2 separate regions of the Sus scrofa genome follow, and region 2 is linked to region 1. The links are chromatin contacts, called in public promoter capture Hi-C maps. All regions are on one chromosome and are shown on one strand. The core of a region is the stretch at or near the end of the contact, and the rest is flanking DNA. Distances in the headings are between cores, read along the strand shown.

What was found. Promoter capture Hi-C pulls out the DNA fragments that hold promoters and counts their contacts.
Region 2: a promoter capture Hi-C map of liver shows a contact between it and region 1, with 7 times the contacts expected there. The contact joins the promoter of TTC37 here to the promoter of MBLAC2 in region 1. A contact is called at or near these places in 1 of 5 promoter capture datasets (liver) and 1 of 47 Hi-C or Micro-C datasets (heart right ventricle).

The regions. Positions count from the first base shown.
Region 1 is chr2:97,644,185-97,649,733 of Sscrofa11.1, reverse strand. It overlaps MBLAC2 (metallo-beta-lactamase domain-containing protein 2), which reads left to right and starts at 1,587. Exons shown (of 2, transcript XM_003123780.4): 1 at 1,587-2,496. The coding sequence starts at 2,043. It overlaps POLR3G (DNA-directed RNA polymerase III subunit RPC7), which reads right to left and starts at 3,622. Exons shown (of 8, transcript XM_005652940.3): 1 at 1,340-3,622.
Region 2 is chr2:102,160,076-102,166,209 of Sscrofa11.1, reverse strand. It overlaps TTC37 (tetratricopeptide repeat protein 37), which reads left to right and starts at 2,190. Exons shown (of 43, transcript XM_021084546.1): 1 at 2,190-2,314; 2 at 2,803-2,942. It overlaps ARSK (arylsulfatase K), which reads right to left and starts at 2,121. Exons shown (of 8, transcript XM_003354206.5): 1 at 1,851-2,121; 2 at 168-297. The coding sequence starts at 1,988.

The DNA.
Region 1 (5,549 bases), core at 338-2,837:
CCTCTTCCTGCCCCATCACCAACTAGAGCCTGGCAAAAGTCCAATAAAAATTGGATGAATTATTGCTGAGCTCATGGCTTAGTAAGAATATCACTCCAATTCACCTCCCTTTACCTAGAGGAAAAATAAAACTACAGAGAGCTCTCTACTTTCGTGCTGAGAACATCCTAACAACAGTGGTCTTTTAAGGCCAGCTCAAATGCCTCTACTCATCAGTCCCTTCCATGCATATTCTCATAGCACCTGGTTTTTACTTCCTCTGGGGTACATATCTCATTTGCTTTTTACTGCAAACATTTTTGTGAAGATATTGCTTCCCTCAAATTCCTGAGAACCCAGATCATGACTTTAAAAAAAAAAAAAAAACAACACAATTCTGTTTTTCACACATCATTTAGCTGAGGGACTTGTACATAAGGATAGCCCTGAACAGAGTGTCTGGATAAATTCTAACTAGGTTAGGTAAACATTCAGAAAAGTTGCATCCCCCTCAAAGACTTAAGGTTTATAGGGAAGGAGAGAACACCTCTCCCTCTATGAAGGCTTATTAGTAGCTGAGACAATAAGGGTTTTCATAATTATCTTTTATAATGCTGTCTCATGGGTCTCTTTATAATTTTTCCTGGCTGGATAGGGAGGTTAGTCGAGTTCTCAAGGGAATTGTTTAAGTCTGAATGGATATACCAACAGCGAGGAGCTGAGGGATGGGGACAGGGACCTTATGTTAATACTAGGGATGATTTTTTCAGCTGATGGGGCCACACCCAATCATTATCCACTTTTCCTGCCCTCACAAGGTGCAGCTGCCTCCACCCTTCCTTAGTTGAGCCTTTCTACCAACTTTCTTTGCTCTCTTCCAACAGCGGGCAAAGTAACCAAAACAAGGAAGGGGAGGGGAAGGAATATATAATTTAATTTTTCAGAAGAGAAGTAAAACCTTATCAACAACACCTCTCCTCACAGTACAGGGTAAAGTGCTAACGGTAAAAAACAAAAAACAAAAAACGTACTGAATAGTGCGTCCTTAGCAGCAAGTCTGCGGCAATGACTCGTGTTTGAAGCAATCATACCATCGGAATTGAAAATCAACCATCAGTAAAAGCATAAATTCCCTTCGAACTCACTGAAAACAGTCCTAATAAGTGGAGACAAGATAAAATCTGGAACGACGATTTCAAAAGATTGTGAAGGGATTAAGAGATCTCGCTACGTCCCTCAATCCAGAGGCTCTTTAATGAATCTCCACTCCTGCCTTCCCCGGTCTTTTCCACGTGCCCCTTTAACTCCCCCCCCTACTCATTCCATCTCCTCCCAACCCCTCCATTGCCTCCTCTGTTACCTGCTTACTAAGTCTCGAAGCTTGAGAAAACTGTGCGGCCGAAGTGCCGGCCGGCAAGGAAGGGGTGCGGACAGAAGGTTCCGACGCCGAGTGCTGGTTCCACCTCTGGAAAAACGCGCTCCGCCCTCCACGAGGCCTCAGAATCGCGTTCCGATCGCACCAGTTAGCTCCGCCCACTCGCTAGGTAGGCCCCGCCCTCTGGGGAGAGAGCTTTTTATCCCTTGGCGGGAACCGTACCGGTCCAACCTCCTTGGCCTGACTCTTTCTGCGCCGGCTGGAAGTGCGCATCACGGCGCGCGGTGTGTGGGCGGCCCTGGGGCCTTCCAAACCTGGCCCCTGCCCTCTACAGTCAAACACCTGGCGGTAGGAAGAGTGTCGCTTTCTGAATCCCTTGTCTACTGAATTGACGCTACTTTCTGCTGTGGCCTCTGATGCTGCGATTGTTTCTGCACCGGGGTGCAAGGAGATAGGTCTCTGTTCTTTGCGGACCGGGAGGGAGGGTGCGGAAGGCAGCGTCTCCGAGAGTCCTTCCTCCTCCCAGTTCTCCTCCCACTCCTTTTGCATCCCCCGCCCCCTTCTTGCTCTGCGCCTTCTTCCCGACTGCAGGCAGACCAGTCTATCCCGCCGCAGCGCCGGAGTCTGGGCAGCCTGCAGGAGGCACACACGCCCACACCCACTCCGCCTGGCCGCATCCCTACTCAGCATGTCGGCGCTCGAGTGGTACGCCCACAAGTCTCTGGGCGACGGTATCTTCTGGATTCAGGAACGCTTCTATGAGTCAGGCAACCGCGCCAACATCTGGCTAGTGCGAGGCTCGGAGCAAGACGTTGTGATCGACACAGGCCTGGGCCTGCGCAGCCTCCCGGAGTACCTGTACTCTTCTGGCCTTTTGCAGGACCGCGAGGCCAAAGAGGATGCGGCATGCCGGCCACTGCTGGCTGTGGCCACTCACGTGCATTTCGACCACTCCGGCGGCCTCTACCAGTTCGACCGGGTGGCAGTGCACCACGCCGAGGCCGAGGCGCTGGCTCGCGGGGACAACTTTGAAACCGTGACCTGGCTGTCCGACAGTGAGGTGGTCCGGGCTCCGAGCCCCGGCTGGAGGGCCAGGCAGTTTCGAGTGCAGGCGGTGCAGCCCACCCTCATCCTGCAGGATGGTAATGGCCCTTCACGAGCGCGCGCTCTCTCATTAAGGGAAGGGATTGGGGAGAAACTGTCCGAGGAGTGCTTGTTGCAGACGTGCGTGGCTGTAAGGGGCCTTATTTTGTCCCATCGCAGAAACACTACTTCTGTTTCACCCTTCCTGATTCAAAACCCCAGTCGACATCAGGTCGATGGTAGGCCGTCTTAGTCCTCCTTACCGGAGACCAGCTCTGGCACCGGGTAGCAATGCAGAGTACTCAAATGAGAGCCGGCCCCACCCCCTAGTCAGTTTCCTGTGTAACGTACAGCAATAACACCAACAGAGTCTTATATCTAGGATTTCCATTCTTTCCCCAAACATCTGTCCGACATTTTCAGGCACTTTTCTAGCGAAAAGTCTTCCTTAAAAGGAATGACGCCTCATGGAGAGTGCATGTCATGCTCTATGCTTTTGAGAACTGCTGACTTCATCTGCCCGGTTCACACCTGTAGGCTTAGAAAGCCATTAGAGAGCAGTCAGTGGTTTCAAACTGTTCATTCATCCTTATCTTCCAGATAGGTTTCTGTTCTTGATGTTGCCTCACAAGAGAAGAAGCTTGATAGTGAACATAAAAAGTAGAGTATGTCTGAATCTTAGAGTATGGCAGCTCTCTGTTCTGGTTGAAAGCAAGGCCTGAGAAAGATTAATGAATGAGGAGGCTGTTTCCGATGATGGTGAAGTATGTGGACTGATGCATAAATCACCTTGGGCTTCTTGGCTCTGAAAAAACAAGATGGGGTTCAGAAAGAATAAAATAGGATAGGGTTCCTGCCCTTCCAGCTCTACACAGGCACTTAAATAATTGAACCAGTCATAGCAGTGCTGTTTGTATATTTTCTTTTTAGGATGCTTTTGATGATTTCATTTAATCCTGACAACTCATTGGAAGCGAGGTTGCTGACCCCTAATTAAATGGCTTGCCTAGAATTTACAGAACAAGATAGTAACAAGAGCTAGGATTTGAACCCAGGTGCAATAAGATCAAAGCATGCAGCTCTCACGTTAATCCTCCATAAAACTGGTAATTCTGAGTAGGATGTGAAAGTCCCTTTCATTTCTATCGTGAAACCATTTTATTTGCCAATTTAATCTATTAAATCCTTCCTCTAAGAGGTGGAAAAATCTAGTTGCTGCAGTACAGTAAGGTTCATTTTATGACCAACCAGTATGCAATAATGAAATATTTTACAAAAATGAGATCTTGATCACATGAGATATAAAAAATAGAAAGCAAGATTGTATATCTCACACCCTGCTTAAAAAGTCTTCATTAAAATTTTAAATCTAAAAATTAAAAAAAAAAAAACCCATGGGTTTAGATGGGAGTCCTACTTTACCTGACAATTTCAGATGAAAGAAAACTACATTTACATTAAATGTGCTTTTAGTTACTGTATTTCTTGATTAAACTGACACATTTAAAGGTAGGATTTCCATGGTGTTGATTGGTATTCAGACTAAACTCTGACACCCAGGACAAAAAGTCTTTACATAAGTATTTAAAATATATTTAAATTATCTAAATGAATAAATTTTTATTTATTTACTTTTTGCTCCTTTACCAGAAATAGGAAATCAATGATGAAAGAATGATAGAAATTATTGTTTTATAGATGGAATCCAAGCAAGCTTGAATATCATGCCTGGGGTCACATAGCCAAGTTAGGGAAAGAACTGGGACTAGAATCCAGGTTTCCTAAATCCCAGTTGATGGTAAAATTATAGTATTTTGGAATTGCAAGTAGCTTGCAAGTCACCTGTGCAGTGCTTTAAGCCTTTGAAAGTGTGAAAAGAAAGCTCAGTATTTACTACACACTTTGAAGGTGGTAATTCTATGTAAATTAAAATTTGTTTTTCATTAGAAGCTGGATGCCTCATGCCCTCAAATAGTATCTAATTTCCTCTTTTCTCAGGAATATTAATTTCCTGTCTCTTCTGAATGGTGTGGCTTGCTAACTTGATATTATCATTAATGCAGATGTCTGGAAGGAGATCTAGAAAAACTCATACACAGTTCCACATACATGAACAGAACATACCTAACTAACAGCATAACATCTTTATTGTTTTGGTTAGAACGTAAGACTGAATTCATCAGCTTATGTCATTTCATTTAGTGTTTTGATGACCTCTTGTCATGGAAAGATACAAATCTGTGTACTGTTTCACTAACCCAAAAGCTGAGTTGGATGTGAGGGACAAGGAGAGATCATCATTCTGTGCATCATCTTTGATGGAAAATCATCTTTAATGAAAAAAACAACTCTTCCTACTAATAGTAAAGTTGTATCTTCCTTTAAGAAGATAGCAATAAACCTTAGGTTATACAGCACATTCTTGAGTGGGCACACATCATTTGGACTATTTTTCATAATATTCAAGTAATATGAAGTGCAGGCATTTTGACCTCTATTGTCCATGTTTAAATAATTTTCCCAGAGTCACCAACATATTAGAACAGTTTTTCAGGTGAACTTAAATCATGTGAAGAGGTTAAAAACAAAAAACAGATTCCAGAAAGGAAGCAGCAATTTGAACAAACACATCTAATGTGATTCCTTCTCAAAACCACACTAAGATTACTGCAAGTGAACCATGATTTGTCTATTTTATGTATAAATTCACATTGACTGAGGTTCTATTTTGGATACTGGAGAATAAATATGGTGATCGAGTTAGCAGGTTTGTGTTTGTTTGTTTGTCTTTTTAAGGGCCGTACCCACAGCATATGGAGGTTCCCAGGCTTGGGGTCTAATCAGAGCTGTTCCTGTCGGCCTACACCAGAGCCACAGCAACACCAGATCCAAGCCGCGTCTGCAACCTACACCACAGCTCAGAGCAAGTTGGATCTTTAAGTCAGTGAGCGAGGCCAGGGATCAAACCCACAGCCTCATGGTTCCTAGTCGGATTCGTTTCCGTTGAGCCACAATGGGAACTCCTGGGTTAGCTGTCTTATCCTATGCTGGCAATGGAAAATTCAGAACCATTCAGGTTTGCACTGCAGGAGACCTAAAAGGCTCAGGAATT
Region 2 (6,134 bases), core at 941-3,440, 4.5 Mb before region 1:
CCATACCTGTGGCATGCGGAAGTTCCTGGGCCAGGGATCGAACCTGAAACACAGCAGTGACCTGAACCATACCACTAGACCACCAGAGAACTCCAGGTATAATCTTTTAAGCTGTGAAAACATTTTCAGTGTGAGGCCACTTCTAGCAATATTAAGCGTATTCATACCTGCACGTGATGGGCAACAGATTGGAGAGTTTGTGTAGGCATTCAGAAAGGAAGTGCCATGTGCTTTCATGAAGTTGATAAAAGGTAGTTTCACTACCTGACTTTCTGGATAAAATGTTAGCCTTCCATCCTGGAATAAAAGAAGAAAAGCATTTCCTGTAATTTTAACCATAAAATTCACAAGCAGCAAAAGACTTCAGGATGAGCCCAAGAATCCTCAAAAGATAAAAACAAGTACAGTGATTGTTATCATTCTCTGGTTCATAATATTGAAAATTCAATGTAGTGTGATACTTCGATCTATTTGAAGATAGTAAATATGTTAAAGGGCTTCCCGGAAAGTTTCTTTAGGGGGATAAAGGACTGATTGAGACAATGTTTATTGATTTATTATGTGCCAGGCACCGTGAAAGATCTAGAGATATGACGGTGAATAAAAACAGAGTCCCTGTCCTCATGAAGCTTACAGTCTAGTGGGGAAGGCAAAAAACATACTCATAAATAAACCAAGAATAATTACAAATTATTGTGATAGGTGTTTTGAAAAAAACCTAAGATACAGAATAAGAAGGGAGACCTACTTTCATAGAGTGAACTGGGGAGGCTTCTTTAGGAAGTGAGACCTAAAGAATGATAAAGATCAGCCATTCAAAATAATTTAAGGGGCATGTAAAGTGTTCTGCAAGACATACATGGGGATAACAATTAGGCAGCTAGATAAATGAGCCTGGATATTAGAAGAGATGTTTGGGTTGGAGATAATGCATAGTGGAATGGAATTGGGAATTAAAGAATTCTTCTTGGAAGGAGCAAAAAAAAAAAAGTCTTTCTTTTTTCTAAGTATCATTGACATTATAATTTTAGACATACGAGCATTGTGTTTCAGCAAGAAAGGATGAAACTGAGGTAATTGTTCATCTTTTGATAAACCTCTTTTAATACAAATATGGGGCTTTCAGAAATATCCCTTTAAAGTTTCTTATCAAAGGAATATTGATAGACTATAAAAGACTGGAGTCCTTTTTTCTTTTTTAAGCTGTGTGTTCCAACTTTGCCTTTAAAGATAAGAAAATTAGACTTTCTATTTCCCCTCCCCCAAAATGTGTCTTTTTGATTATCACATCTTGGTGGTGTGAATTGGTGTCTGATTGTGGTTTTGACTTGCATTTCCCTAATGATTTTATATGTTGATCCTATATCCTATAGCTTTGCTAGACTTATTGGTTCTAAAAGTTTGGTGTGGATTCCCTAGGATTTTCTTTGTACAAGATCGTTACCTATAAATAGAAAACTTCATACTTTATGACGTTGATCACTGACTGGAAAGCTAACAGGCTTTTATGATGATGCAGAAAGTTATTTTCCCCCACAACTGAATCAAGCGGGTGTATGGATGGAAAGTTTACTAGTGGTAAGATAATTTAGTGGGTCGTAGCCAGCAATTAAAACTTTTTTTGTAAAGATGCTAATCGGAGTGCGTTTTATTTACTGTGTTATATGCATATTTATGTGGTGCACGTACTTTGTGTACGGGGCCTCAAAACGTTTCTTACTTTGCATCGGGGTATAAAGCTTGTTTGAAAGTCTCAGATTCTGCTCCCCAAAGCCTGCAGCACAGGAAGGGCTGTGGGCCGGTGGAGGGAGTGTAGCGTGGCACCCCCTCCCCTGCCTCTCGGTACTTACGAAGGAGTCGCTCACGACTAGCACCACGTTAGGCGCATCTGGCCAAGCCTGAACTGCTCCCTGCCTCAGCCCACCTGCCCCAGGAACTGGTGCTGCCAGGGCCGAGGTGGCAACCACCGACACCCACAGCAGCAGCATTTCAGCGCGCTGTTCTGAGAGCGGGGCCGCTGGGTCCGCCCCTGCCTCTGGGAACTCGCTTGGGTGAGGACGAGGGCGGGGATCCCATAGAGCGCAGTTCGGCTTCCTCCAAGCTTCATTGGCAGAACTACAACTCCCATCAGGCTTGGAATGAGCACATGCGCAAAGTAGGTGTTCCCTTATTCCCCCCCAACTCACGTTAAGACCTTTTAATCAAACACTGAGCGAACCGAAATCCAGCTACTTCCAGTCACATGAGCCATGCCTGGGAAGTGCGCCTGCGCTCTGGCTCCACACAGAGCTTCTGTAGGAGAATCATTGCCCAGGTGGGTTTTGGTTGATCTAGCTTTCTGCAGAGTTGGCTACTGTAGGCAATTGAAATGATACCTACAGAGAGAAAGGGACAGGTGCCGAGGCTGCTCTTTTTGCGCGGAGCAATCATGACAGAGTGTTAGGTGAGACCGTGAACGGGGCGATGATGAGGTGGCGGTCACTTAAATTGGATTGGGTGGTTCTTTGTGGGGCCTCTGTCTGGACCGCCTAAGCTACCATATGGCCACTCTGTGGTCCCCTCGAATACCTTCCTCTCAAGCATATTTATAGATTGCCTCATCCTATTTCCCGCTTTGCTCGTACGGTAAGGATTTATTATGCTCCGTTGAAGTGAGGAGCGGGGCCTAGTAAGAAAAGTTTCGGCTCTAGGTGGGGATAAGCTTGGGTGCGCCTTGCCTTCAGAGTGCAAAGGAGGGAAGCTGAACGGGTTTTCGGGGGAAGAAATGTTGGGCTATGTGACGTGTTCGATTAACTGACGTAGGTTCAGAATTCCATTGTTTTGCTGCCGTGGTTTTGAAGAAATCACTGGTCCTTTTGACTCTTGGACTTCTTTGGAGAAATCTGGAAGAAGCAAATTTATGTCCCAGAGCCAAATTCCTGATTTCATTATTACAGTTTCAGGTATGTAATTAGTGTGTCCTGTTTGTCGTTTTAATGTTTTGACAAGAAAAGGAGGAATCGTAGTGTTTATTTACATAAAGTCAACTTTTAATGCTAATATCTGACTTTTTTGCGTAAAATAATTGGAAAAAGGGACAGAAGTTATTTAATACTCACATGACACTTATTATGTGCTGATCATTATACCGAGCATTTATTGAGTACTTAATGTGTGCATGGTACTTGTACATGGAATATTTTGTGTAATCCTCATTTTCACCATTTTTTTTTTTTCAGATAGGAAAACTGAGACTTGGACAGGTTAAATGACTTGTCCAAGGTTACACGGGGAGCCATTCTGAGTAGGAGTTGAATTTGAGTAGTCCATGCCCTAACTTATTGCAGTGGTCTGTCTCTGATTGCAAAATGTCATGGCATTCTAGAGAACTTACTCTCTGTTAGCCAAGTAGCCTTGTTAATAAAGCAGATCTGTGGGAGCATACAAGTATATGTAAAAGGAACTCACATTCTAGGGGAAAAAAGTGAAGTAATAATACAGCCTGAAAGGTAATACGCATAGGCTCTTTCATGAACAGGATGTTTCAAATATCTGTTTTGAGTTAATTTGGACTCTAAAACACATTTTCCCATAGAGACAGTGTTGACTGACATTTAGATTCATAAAAAATATATTTAATTTTAGCTATGGTGTAGTATTGATTTTGTAAATTGTTTACTCTCTGACCTTGTTTTCACAGGCTGTGTATTCTGAATTCCTGGTCAGGATGACAGAGACACATCTTTTTGCTCCTCTCTCTCCCCTCGGCAGTGTCAGTGGGAGCACATGCTCAGTGGGTTGGAGCAAGGTGGTATTTTAGGGCCCCAGACATATTGTGTTGCAAGATCTAAGAGACTTCTAGCTAGTCGTACTTCTCCTCTGGAATTCAGTTTGTCCTGCAGTGAATATCCCTGCCAAGTGGATTATGCAGTCTGTGCCTTTTCATCTCCGGTGATGTGGTGATGTGAAACACACTTCGTTTGAGCAGCCCATTCCATATTTGTACAGGTCTCATTATTGAAAATTCTTATTTTGAACTCAAGTCTGGTTCATTAGTCTGTTTATCTCCAGTTTTACATGGATAATCTCTGCCTTGCAACAGCCCTTCTCACCTTCCCCACCAATTTTTTTTCCCCCGGGCCTTCCCCATTTCCTTTGGGTACTTAGGTAATTTCAGGTTTGTTTGTTATTTGATCACTCTTTTCTGGACATAAAGCATGTTTACTAGTCAGTAGCTTACCCTGTCGAAAAAGGTACTTTTGAGTTGTCTTTGGGCATCTCTCAGTGTGTACATGTTATATATAGTGTCTTGTAGTGAGGGTAGGGCTCCATTATGTATATGTTTAAGTCATCAGTTAAAGATTTGTACATGAGGGGGATTTTTTTAGTGAAATACTTAATTCTGTGGTTCAGATCAGTTGAAAGTTTTGGTCTAGGTTTTGGTTCTTCATAGTGTTTTTGGTTGTTTTGTGTGTTCGTTTTTTATATCCAGAATACCAGCAGCACTATATTCTGCCCTAAGAAAAGAAGGCTAAATGTGCAGTTAGTGACTATATGGAATAAATTCAGTATTGTCTTCACCTGCTGTGGTTTTGTGACTACTTGTTAAATATCCACAATGTACTAGATACTAGGAAATAAAAGAGAGTAGTAGAAATATCTTTGTTCCTAAGGAACTTCCAGTCTAGTTATGAAAAACAGACATATACAGACCTGTCTATTTAATAACAGCATACAAGATATCAAAAAGTACATTTAATTGCCAAAAAACCCCCCCAAACCAGAATATCCCAAATGGTTCTTTGGAGAATGCTAGTGTACTTCAAAATGATAATTACTATTCATTGATATAAATGTTCCATAGTAATATGAGTAGTGTGAGTTACTAACATTAGATTACAGTAGTATAAATAATATGTTATTAACATTTTGGAAATGTTAGTATAGACGATGAGTGTTAGAAGTTCAGACTAGTGTGAGATTTGTCTGAGAAGGCTTTACGCTTAACACTTGAATTTGGTCTTGAAATGAATGTAGCATTTGGATTAGCTGGAAGGAAGTGTGGACAGGCTGAATGGGAGAAGTAAAGATGTAAGCTGTGGAAATTGTTGGGGGTTGGTGAAAAAAGTAATATGAACTAATATTGAAAAAGGAATTCTTCCTTTCTCACTTGAGCAAATTGAGAATTACTGCTTTTGACAGTAGAGAAAAAGAAAAACTAATTTGAGTAGATCATAGTACTTAGTAGGAGTTGGACATATAGGAAACTCCAAAAATCAGGTTGAGTGAGGAGGGTAGTCATTTGTAGGTAGATGTGGCCTTAAAGAAGTTAGTGAAATGGATAGTCAGGTTTTAACTTTTATATTACCTCCTCGCCCCTTGTTTAACTTTAATTTTACTTTCCTAAACATTGTTAGGATCACAATACTTTCTTATCTTACCAGTAAGACCCTTTTCTGTATTGCCTTTACTTAGGGATATATATATTTTTTAACCTGAGAGGCAGAATACCTCTGTATAGAACATTTGTTATGTTCCATTGAATAGCTAAGCCAATAAATGCTGGTTCAGAGGAGGGCATGATCTCTGTTGCAAGCTTTACTCTAGTATTCATGTGTGATGACTTATATGAAGAGGATACTTGTGTTTGATGATAGCTACCTTTTGAGGAATATAAGGTTACTTGAGAGATCAAGGAAGGAAGGATTGGGGGTTTTAGACGTGTAGAGAAAGTGTATAATAACTGCTGTGGGTTAGGAATGGGAAAAAATAATGAAGTTGATTCAAAGGTGGCAGGAGATAAGGACAACACAACTAATAGATACTGTGTGCAGGTAATTATCTCTGTACATGTCAGGCCAGTGATGCCATTCTCACTTTACCAAGGAGGTAATAGGATTAGAGGTGAAGTAAGGTGCCTAAGATCAGCACAGCCTTGAATCCAGTTCTCTCTGTCCTGACTTAGTGGGTGGATATGGCAGAATGAAGGGGCTGACAAAATCTGGGCTGTTTTGTAAGAACAGAGTTGAAGTGACTCAGTGAACCAGTAAAAAAATCAGGTTGAGTGAGGAGGGTAGTCATTTGTAGGTAGATGTGGCCTTAAAGAAGTTAGTGAAATGGATAGTCAGGTTTTAACTTTTATATTACCTCCTCGC